3 separate regions of the Mus musculus genome follow, and regions 1 and 2 are each linked to region 3. The links are chromatin contacts, called in public HiChIP or PLAC-seq maps. All regions are on one chromosome and are shown on one strand. The core of a region is the stretch at or near the end of the contact, and the rest is flanking DNA. Distances in the headings are between cores, read along the strand shown.

Region 1 (2,823 bases), core at 280-2,779, 410 kb before region 3:
GCAGGCGGCCCCTAGCATCTTCAGGAACCAGGAGGAAGGAAGGGGTTAATTCCATCTTGCTCCTTACCAGGCTGGGCCAGGGGAACACAGCCAGCAAGCCTAGGTGAATGATGGTCCCAGAGGTGCTCCCTACTCTAGGCAGGACCCAGGAGGTGAGTGCTCCCGGAGAAACCAAGCATCTGCCTCTGACTTGCTGCCAGGAGCTGAAGACTTTAGCCCTAGACACTCACTCTATGAGACTCCCTCAGGCCAACTCTCCCATCTCAGCAGAGCCTACCAGGGACTGTGTGGGAACCTGGGCCCCATTTCCATCAGGGGCCTGGGTTTAGTGTCTGCAGCTGCTTCCTCCCCCTCCCCTTCTCCCCTCCTTCATCTCCTCCCCTCTTCCTTCCCCCTCCTCCTCCCCCCTCTTCCTCCATCACCACCACCACTTGTGTAGCTCTAACTGGCTTGGAACTCTCTCTGTATTACAGGCAGTCTTCTAACATGTAATCCTCCTGCCTCCGTCTTTCTGTTTATTTTTGAGACAAGTTCTTACTCTATAATCAGGGTAGCCTGGAACTCATTCTGTAGCTCAGGTTGGTCTTGAACTTGTGACAATCCTCCTGCCTCAGCTTCTCAAGTACTCGGTTGCAAGTGCCACCATGCCTGGCTCTATACTTTTTTGTTTGGTTGGTTTTCCTTTCTGAGACACGGTCTTGCTGTGCAGTTCAAGCTGGCTTCAAACCCACTATGTAGCCCAGGTTTGCCTTGAATTCCTGGTGGTCTTCCTGCCTCAGACTCCTAAGTGCTGGGCTTATAGGTGCACCTTCTACTCTTGGCTTACATTTTGTGTTTTATAAATCAGTCAGACATTCCTATACCCATGTTCTCCATTAGTGGGTCAAAATTAGTTTATGTCACTTCCAAAAAGACATCTATACAGAACGTGTAGAGGCCTTTTCTTTCCACCATTCACAAAATAACACAATATAACAGCTACATTCATAACATCTGCATTGTGGTCACCTAGAGGTGATTTAAAATATCCAGGAGGATGCATGTGTGTGTTCTGGGCAAACATCCATCATTTTATAGACAGAACTAGAACACCTGTGGATTTTTATATCTTTTGGGGAGGGCCTGAAATCAACACCCTAAAGGACTTAAGGGAGACTGGCCCTAGGAGAACAAGACTCTTATAACTGGCAGAAGACACAGGGAAGTGAGGAGAAATGGAGAAAGGCCTGAGGATGTGTCTCGGGGGTAGACTGCAAGGCCTTCGGTTCCTCTGACACAACTGGAGGGTGTGGGGTGGACTAGAGTCTATGATCCAGAAAAAGGACGGAGCCATCTATCAGGGGAAGGCTGAACGCCTGCACGCGGGTTGTGCTGTGCTCCGTGTTGTTAGCGGGCTTCCCCAGGCACTCGTGTTTCCTCTTCCCCCGGTGTCAGCAAAAGAGGTTTCTGCTGCTGCCGCCGACAGACTGGCCCGGGAGGCGGTCTCGCCCTTCTCTTCCCTGCGCTCCGTCAGCACCGCGCACAATGAGAAAATGAAAGCTACCCTTTTGCGCTGGTGCGCTGGTGCACTGGACTCCATCGCTGTGGCTGCTCGCTTACAGGGGGCATGCGGGAGGCCAGGGAGGCCTTGGCTCTAAAGCCGTGGCAGCCGCTGGCTCGCTGCCCGGGCAGCCACCTCCAACTGCAGCTGTCGCTGTTCTTTGCAACACCCCACATCCTGAGCTGGCTCCTGAGGCCTGCTCCTGGGAGAGCGTGAATACAACAGGGGAGAGTCCTGCGCAGAGTCTGTTCCTTCCTGGCCTGGGAAGGAGCTGGGGAAAGAAGTAACTAGACTTGAACCTGCAGGGTCTTGAAGGGATGGCGGCCGGGGGTCCTGCGCAGTTCAATGACCGGTTCTTGTCCAAACCACTGAAACAGTACTCAGACTGCTGGAAAAGTTTGAAAATGAACCAGCTCTCCCATGTCCTCCTCAGAATGGCCCCTTCAAACCGAGGACGCTCCCACCAGCCGCTTGCCTTATTATTTTCACTCTTTAGCATCGTCTAAACTTCTCTTTCTCAATGTGTTCCCCCCTTAATTGTGTGTTGAATTATCTGGTAGGTCGTAGACGCTTTGGATAGAAGACCGTTGGTCTCTTTTGCTCCAGGGCCAAGCCCAGTGTCTGGCCCATCTGTTAAAGGAATGAATGAGTAGGGCTGAGACAAGCTGCCTGCCCACTAATCCATCCGGTCTTTGGATTTTTCAACCTTCTGTTTGGACAAGGTGGGTTCATGTGCCTATTGAAAGGAACTGGTTATACTTGGGAGTGTAGAAATGTATCAGCTCCGAAGGGATGGCTCAGTGGACCCAGTTTCAGTTGCCAGTTCCCGCATGGTAGCTCACCACCTCCCATAACTCCAGTCTCCCATAACCTCTTCTGGTCACTGAGGTACCAGGCACATACATGCTACACATACACGCACATAGGCATGCATACATACATACATGCATGCATGCATACATACATACATACAGGTAAGAAACCCTTAAAATAAATTCATCGTGGAAAGAAAAGAAGAAATGCATCTTTGGGATGCAGCAGTTAGGAGTACTTGTTTTTCTTCCTGAGGACCCAAGTGCAGTTTCCAGAACCCACATCTGACTGCTCACTACTGCCTAGAGCCCCAGCGTCTAAGGATCTGACATCCTCTTCCGCACACACATAACCATAAGTAGAAAGTAAAGGACAGGGCTGGAGAGATGGCTCAGCGGTTAAGAGCATGGACTGCTTTTATAGAGGTCCTGAGTTCAATTCCCAGCAACCACATGTTAGCTTGCAACCAT
Region 2 (3,117 bases), core at 100-2,599, 460 kb before region 3:
TAATTCCAGGACTTGGGAGATAAAGGGATCTCCTTGAGTTTGAGGCCAGCCTGGTCCACATAGTGAATTCCAGTACAAGCAGAGCTGCATAGAGAGAACCTGTCTTGGCAAAAAGAAGAGGTGGAGGAGGAGGAGGAGGAGGAGGAGGAGGAGGAGGAGGAGCGGGAGAAGGAGAAGGAAGGAGAAGGAGGAGGAGGAGAAGAGAGAAAGGAAAAAAGGAAGGAAGGAAGGAAGGAAGGAAGGAAGGAAGGAAGGAAGGAAGGAGAAAGGTCGCAGGAGGGATGGGGCAAGATGGCACAGGGAAGGTCAGCAGAATTCCTCATCAGCACCTCACAAGCCCCTGACAAGAACCTGCTTAACAACAGGAAATAGAATCTGGCAGAGCAGGCAGCTCTAACTGTCTCTGTCTTACACGCCCTCCACCCCAAGGGCAGAGCTCAACCCAAATCCCCTCTCCTAGAAGCCAGGCTTCCCGAGGAACAGATGTTAGCAGAGCTCAGGAAATCCTCTTGTCATAAACCCCAGCCTTCCTGCAAGGCCACCCTCTTTGTGTCATCCAGGGGACTTTCAGACTGTAATCTGAGCGAGCCTCTGAATCCTAGCAGCCCCGTTGCCTGCTTTGTTCGTAGGAAATGGGTTTGAGTTAACTCAAAGATAGGAAGTGTCTCACACTTAAAAATAGCCCCTTCCATAATAATAAGCAAATACAAAATTCCACCAGTTAGGACCTGGCCCAGCTACTCTGTTAAGGGCAGTATTGCAGAGAGAGGCCTGGGGAAGCCTTAGTGTCGGCATGCACCTCTCTTGTGCTCTGAGTATATAACAGAGGTATTCTTGCAGAGAGGGTGGCTGCAGACAAGCAATGGCGCCATCAGCTAAAAAAGATCCCGTGGCAAGAAGCTTGTCAGTATGTGACAGTTTCCTGGGCCATGTGTTGTAACTGCCACGTTATGCCTCTATAGTTACAACCCTAGGAACCGTGGGAAACAACAGCTGCAACCCCTGGGGACGCCTCAAGAGGTAATCAATGCCCGGAAAAAAAAAAATACTTGGGCAGGAAAAGTTTTCCTTTATTTAGGTTCCATGGTGCCAAACAGCAGCGGGCTTAGGCAGGAATGTTACAGGCCGGTGCTTAGTGAGACTCTGGGACCTTTTAGCTCTAAAAGGTTATCAACTTACTGGGCTTGTCAAGCATAGACAGTCGGTTACAGGAGTCAACTTTCGGTTGTCATTGAAGTTCCTCTAAGCCTCTTGCTTTGCACCGAGCAAGCAAACAACCTCTAATCCCTCAGCTATGTAGTTCCAAGTACACCACAGAGCACTGAGCCACACACACGCCTTTGCCTCGTGTTCTGTGTGGTTGCAGGTTAACCAGGCCTTCAGTTCTCTGCAGTAATTCCTGCCCTCGTTGCACACCAAGCTCTGGACTGGCAGGTTCTGTTCTGACGTCCCTGTTTGGACATCGCTTATTCGTGAATGCCTGTTAGACCCGCCACACAGACAAGCCATCCGGGCTATTATTTTTAAAAGCGGGAGTGCATGGTTTTGTGTTTGGAGAGACTTCATGACACATTTGGGAATCCAGTATCAAAGTCTTTGCTTTCAGGAAGTGAGCATTGGAAGGTAGGCTGGCAGGGAAGATCACCATGCTGCAGCCCACAGCAGGCTGGCACGAACATCGCACCTGCTACCTGGAGCTTCTTTGAGACATCAGTCTTTGGTGTAAGATGCACAGGCTCGCAAGCCTAAACAAATGTGTGCTCTGCAGCCCAGTAATATAAAAGACACCCAAGTCGTCAGTCCCGATCTCCCCGAGCCCCCCTCTTCTTCCAATCCACTGATTTTCTAAAATGCATGGCTGTAGACTTTTAGTGCACTCGGGGTTCTTTATAATTAATTTCTACCTCAAAATTTAACATATATCTTATATAAATGATATCATTTATCATGTATATTATTCTGAGACTATGTGTAACCCAGGTTGGCTTTGAACTTGCTGCCCTCTTGTGTGCTAGGACTACAGGGATGGGCCTTTCCTTTCTCCTCTCCCTTCCCTTCTCCTCCCCCACCCCCATCTTTGCCTCTGTCTCTGTTTTTGTTTCTCAATTTCGCTCTGTCTCTCTATCACCTTTCCTTTCCTGTTCCCTCCCCTCCCCTCCCCTCTGTCTGTCTGTCTTCTGTCTGTCTGTCTCTCCTCTCCTCTCTCTCTGTGTGTGTGTGTGTGTGTGTGTGTGTGTCTATCTGTCTGTCTGTCTGTCTGTCTGTCTCTGTCCCTCTTTCTCTCACTGCTCCAGGGTCTCACTGTATAGCCCTCAACATCTCCAGCTGCTGGGACTGAAGTCTGTGATACCTTGCGTGGTAGAGATATTCTCCGTCAAATTCAGAAACTAGCTTCCTTTCAAGGTTACTCAAGTCAGAGAAAAGTTCTGCTGGAACGTTCTCATTTTCTATTTGTTTCTATAGATGCAGTAGTCATGGGGGCGACATACAGAGAGGTAAAGGAGCAATGACTGCTCAGAACTCTTTACTTTTATATATTTATTTTGGAGAGGGAGGGTGTTTCTGCTACAGCATGCATGTTGGGGGCTGAGGGGCAAGTTGCATGAATCACTCACTTCTCTCTACCATGTGGATTCCAGAAGTTGAACTCTGTTCAGTAGGCAAATGCTTTGACCCAACAAGCCATCTTACTGACTCCCGGGACGATTTAATTTATAAAATTATTTTAAATTTTGTATATGTGTGTCAGTCCCTGTGTTAGTCTGTGCTTGGAAATGCAGATCCCCTAGAGGTGGTTACCAGCAATTGTAAGCTGACTGACTTCGGTGCTGGGAACTGAACTCAGGTTCTCTACAAGAGCATCAAGTGCTCTAACCACTAAGCCAGCTTCCTAGCCCCAGAACAACTCGACAATACACTTCCCCCCCACCCCCCGTTCTCTTAATCTCGACTTCCCACAAAATACAACGCTAAATATTTCAGAAGCCTGAGGATTGTGCCTGGCATTGTGTCTGAATACTGACCACTTTCCTGGGGACAGGAAACTAGGACCCTTGTCCATCCAGTCTCCAGCAGGCTATCATAATTCAAAAATAAATAAGTGAGCTCAAATGGCCT
Region 3 (3,032 bases), core at 215-2,714:
TGAGTTTTGGCTTGGGATCAGGGCAGAACTTCCAAGTGTTTTTTGAAGTGGTCCTAAGCACATTTCTGACCTTTTGTGCCAGGCATTTATCCAAAATGGTCTTCCAAGTACTGGTGATTATAGGAACCAAAATATTGATGGATTCTGAAAAGCCCCGAAGATGGTCTCATATTCAGCATCTCCTATTCAGCCGAGATTTAATTATTTATGTAAGATAAACAGGTCATCTCATTAATATGCAACCTCAATAATATGACGTCTCATTAATATGCAAATTTGCTTCATATCTTTCATAGATGGTAAAATTGTATGCACAGCAATGAATTGCTTTTTAAAATAAAGCTCCTCATGGTTCATTATCAATAAACATGTGACCTGTGTATTTGTCTTATATACCTTATATACTCTAGCTGGCATAAAAATTTCTCAGGCACAGTGTGATCACAAGTGGAAAAAAATTAAAAGCCACACTCTAACATGTATAAGTGGGTAGGATCAGCCGGCCAGTGTACAGTAACAAAGTGGCATCCTATGATTGGTACTAGGAATATAGTTTGGGATTTTTTGTATTTATTAAAAATAAGGTCTGGTGTAACCCAGGCTGCCCCTGGACAAACTATGTAGTGGAGGATGACCCTGCTGCATCCATTATCCCTCTGGACTCTCCGTAATTAGCCTGTGCCCAATGTTTCCCTGAAGTAACTAGACACTAGCTTAGGATGCTCTGGGTTGACCTCACACAGACCTGATGCCGAAACTTTTACCTTTCCCTTATACCACATCTTTCTCATCCTTGAGTGTAGTCGCTGTGTCCTACAGATTTCCATGCCAACCTTGCCCAATTTTGCTTACATTGAAAATTATGAATGGACACAAATTTGCGGTTGGGCGTCTGTCTGTCTGCTTCTGGGTTTTTAATATTCGGGGTATTTAATATTTTGAGACAAGGCATCTCTTTCCAGGGTTGGGCTCCTGCCTTAGCCTCCTGAGTTCTCGGATCACCGGTGAGCACCAGTATACCAGGCTAAAATAAACTTTTTTTTTCCAGCCTTTTCCAGTTTGCTCGTATTTGCCAATACATAAAACAATGGCATAGTATTGCAAGGACCAGAGCAGTGTCTCTCCACCTTCCTAATGCTGCGACCCTTTAATATAGTTCCTCATGTGGTGGTGACCCCCCCCCCAACTACAAATTGTTTGGTGGCTACTTCATAACTGTAATGTTGCTACGGTTATGAATTGTAATGTATAATGGTAACATCTGTGTTTCCTGATGGTCTTAGGTGACCCCTGTGAAAAGTTCGTTCGACACCCCCCACCCCCAAGGAGTCGTAGTCCATAGGTTGAGAACTATTGGATTAGGGCACTCCATGAAAGTCAGGAATCAGCGTGATGCGCTCACCCTCTGGGTCCAGGGGCGGAGACTGAGGCGTCTCCATAGCGACGCTTCACAAAGGCACGCGCAGAGGGTGGGGCGCAGAGCGGAGTACTACTGCCTTGTCAGGGCGGGAAGGCGACCTTTTGGGACAAGATGGCCCGGTATAGGAACAAGGTTTCGTGCCCTGCTCAATGTGACCCCAAGCTCCAGTCAAGTAAGACTGCCCACGCTGCGGGTCTGCGGGGCGTGGTGTGCTGTGTGTGCGGTGGAGTTGTTTTAAATAAGGCAGTTTTTTTTTCCCCAAGGGCATCAATCGTGAGAGGTTTGCCTCGCTTTTAGAGATGGCAGGGAGGCGCAAGTGAGTCAGGGAGAAAGATCAGCTGTCCAAAATCACACTCCTGTCCAGCCCTTTATACTCCCCTCTCTAAAACTCTGGGGTGTCCCTTTAAATACTTAAGGAAACCCCTGAGGAGACATGATAAAGCCACAGCTAGTGTCCTTCCAAGGACAACAGAGCCGAAGACAAATGAACAGAACTGGGGACGTAATGGAGGGAGAGAAGGAGTCTGGCTGGTTCTTTAAGTCGCAAACAGCAAATTCAGTGGGGCGGGAGGGAGGGGAGGGGCGGGATCAGCCGGCCAGGGCTGCTCTGTCTGCAGACTGGGCTGGGAGCTGAGCCCTTTTCAAAGGCGCTCTGCCAGGTGACAGATGGAGAGCCTTGCTCTGTGGTTCTGCTTGCGGCGGCGGCAGCGGGTTTACCAGCTCAGCGTTTTGCGTTGGTGAAGAGACATCACCTCCCCTGGCTGTTAGTTGCGACTCGAGTAGCATTATTACTGAGTGCACAGTCAGCGTATCCATCCCTTCGGAGCAATAATGGCCGGCTGCAGCCGTCTAGCCGAGCTGGCTAAGGGGCTGTGAGGATTCTTTAGAATGATGCTCCTAAGAGAACAATGAAGTGGGTGTTTACATTCCAATCTAGTTCTCTGTAAACGAAGAGTGGAAAGCTGGAGTGTGTGTGTGAGGGGGGAGGGCGGGAAGGAGCGTATTCAGTTAAAAAAAATGTTAAATGTTTTCAGATTCTATAGGACGGCGAGGTCAGGAGATGGAGGAGGGAAAAGCTCCCAGGATCCCCAAGGGCACTCCTTAATTTCCATTTCCCTTTTTCTAAACACTCTGTCTGTCAGGTATTTTCCTAGGCCAGTAGTCTCCTTCCTTGTCTGGAACAGATAAGAGTTAGGATTCCTCCTCTTACGGAATTGATCACGTACCCCAGGACTTCCGGTGCTGCACAAACTGCCAGGGACTCTACTGTCTACACTCAGTACCCAATGCCAAATGTTCAGACTGAACTATCCCGCTCTTGATCAGGCAGTTTCCATGCATGGCCCAGAGGCCCCTGTGCCTCAGTGTGGACAAAAATCACCTTCCTGTCCTCCTTGGAACCTTCCAGAAGTTGAGAGTACAATGAAGAGGGCCCAGGCTGTTAGAGAAGGAGCCCTTGATTGGTTACAGATCTCTTTTGTTCAGCCCTCACCTGCTGGGTCATCTGCCCCTTCAGCCTTGGGTCTGTCACAGCCACAATCCCATCTTCCATTGCTGCTAAAGTCACCCTCCCAAGAAGAGTGTGAGATATGTCATCTCTAATCTTTGTCCC

The links. HiChIP or PLAC-seq counts read pairs in DNA pulled down with a chosen protein or histone mark.
Region 1: an H3K4me3 HiChIP or PLAC-seq map of craniofacial prominence shows a contact between it and region 3, with 3 times the contacts expected there. The contact joins the enhancer-like site here to the promoter of Tex26 in region 3. A contact is called at or near these places in 5 of 39 promoter capture datasets (cranial neural crest, frontonasal cranial neural crest, hippocampal neurons and 2 more), 5 of 115 datasets of contacts at active chromatin or transcription factors (craniofacial prominence, double positive thymocytes, embryonic midbrain and 2 more) and 1 of 9 other capture datasets (embryonic stem cells).
Region 2: an H3K27ac HiChIP or PLAC-seq map of T-cell acute lymphoblastic leukemia shows a contact between it and region 3, with 3 times the contacts expected there. The contact joins the enhancer-like site here to the promoter of Tex26 in region 3. A contact is called at or near these places in 2 of 484 Hi-C or Micro-C datasets (both in cortical neurons), 6 of 115 datasets of contacts at active chromatin or transcription factors (T-cell acute lymphoblastic leukemia, craniofacial prominence, double positive thymocytes and 3 more) and 1 of 9 other capture datasets (adipose tissue).

Annotation. Positions count from the first base shown.
Region 1 is chr5:149,029,947-149,032,769 of GRCm38.p6, forward strand. No RefSeq gene overlaps it. Among named protein-coding and RNA genes, the nearest start is that of Gm15411, 15 kb to the left of the region's middle. Within about 2 kb of position 1,530, at least 348 of the 459 cell types and tissues checked have an H3K27ac peak or open chromatin away from gene starts, as enhancers often do. A contact at or near this core is called in craniofacial prominence, double positive thymocytes, forebrain and 2 more, where this site is marked.
Region 2 is chr5:148,977,327-148,980,443 of GRCm38.p6, forward strand. The region is part of intron 4 of Gm15411 (a long non-coding RNA gene); the gene reads right to left. Among named protein-coding and RNA genes, the nearest start is that of 5930430L01Rik, 16 kb to the right of the region's middle. Within about 2 kb of position 1,350, at least 138 of the 459 cell types and tissues checked have an H3K27ac peak or open chromatin away from gene starts, as enhancers often do. A contact at or near this core is called in T-cell acute lymphoblastic leukemia, adipose tissue, craniofacial prominence and 1 more, where this site is marked.
Region 3 is chr5:149,438,196-149,441,227 of GRCm38.p6, forward strand. It overlaps Tex26 (testis expressed 26), which reads left to right and starts at 1,465. Exons shown (of 7, transcript NM_029464.2): 1 at 1,465-1,592. The coding sequence starts at 1,532.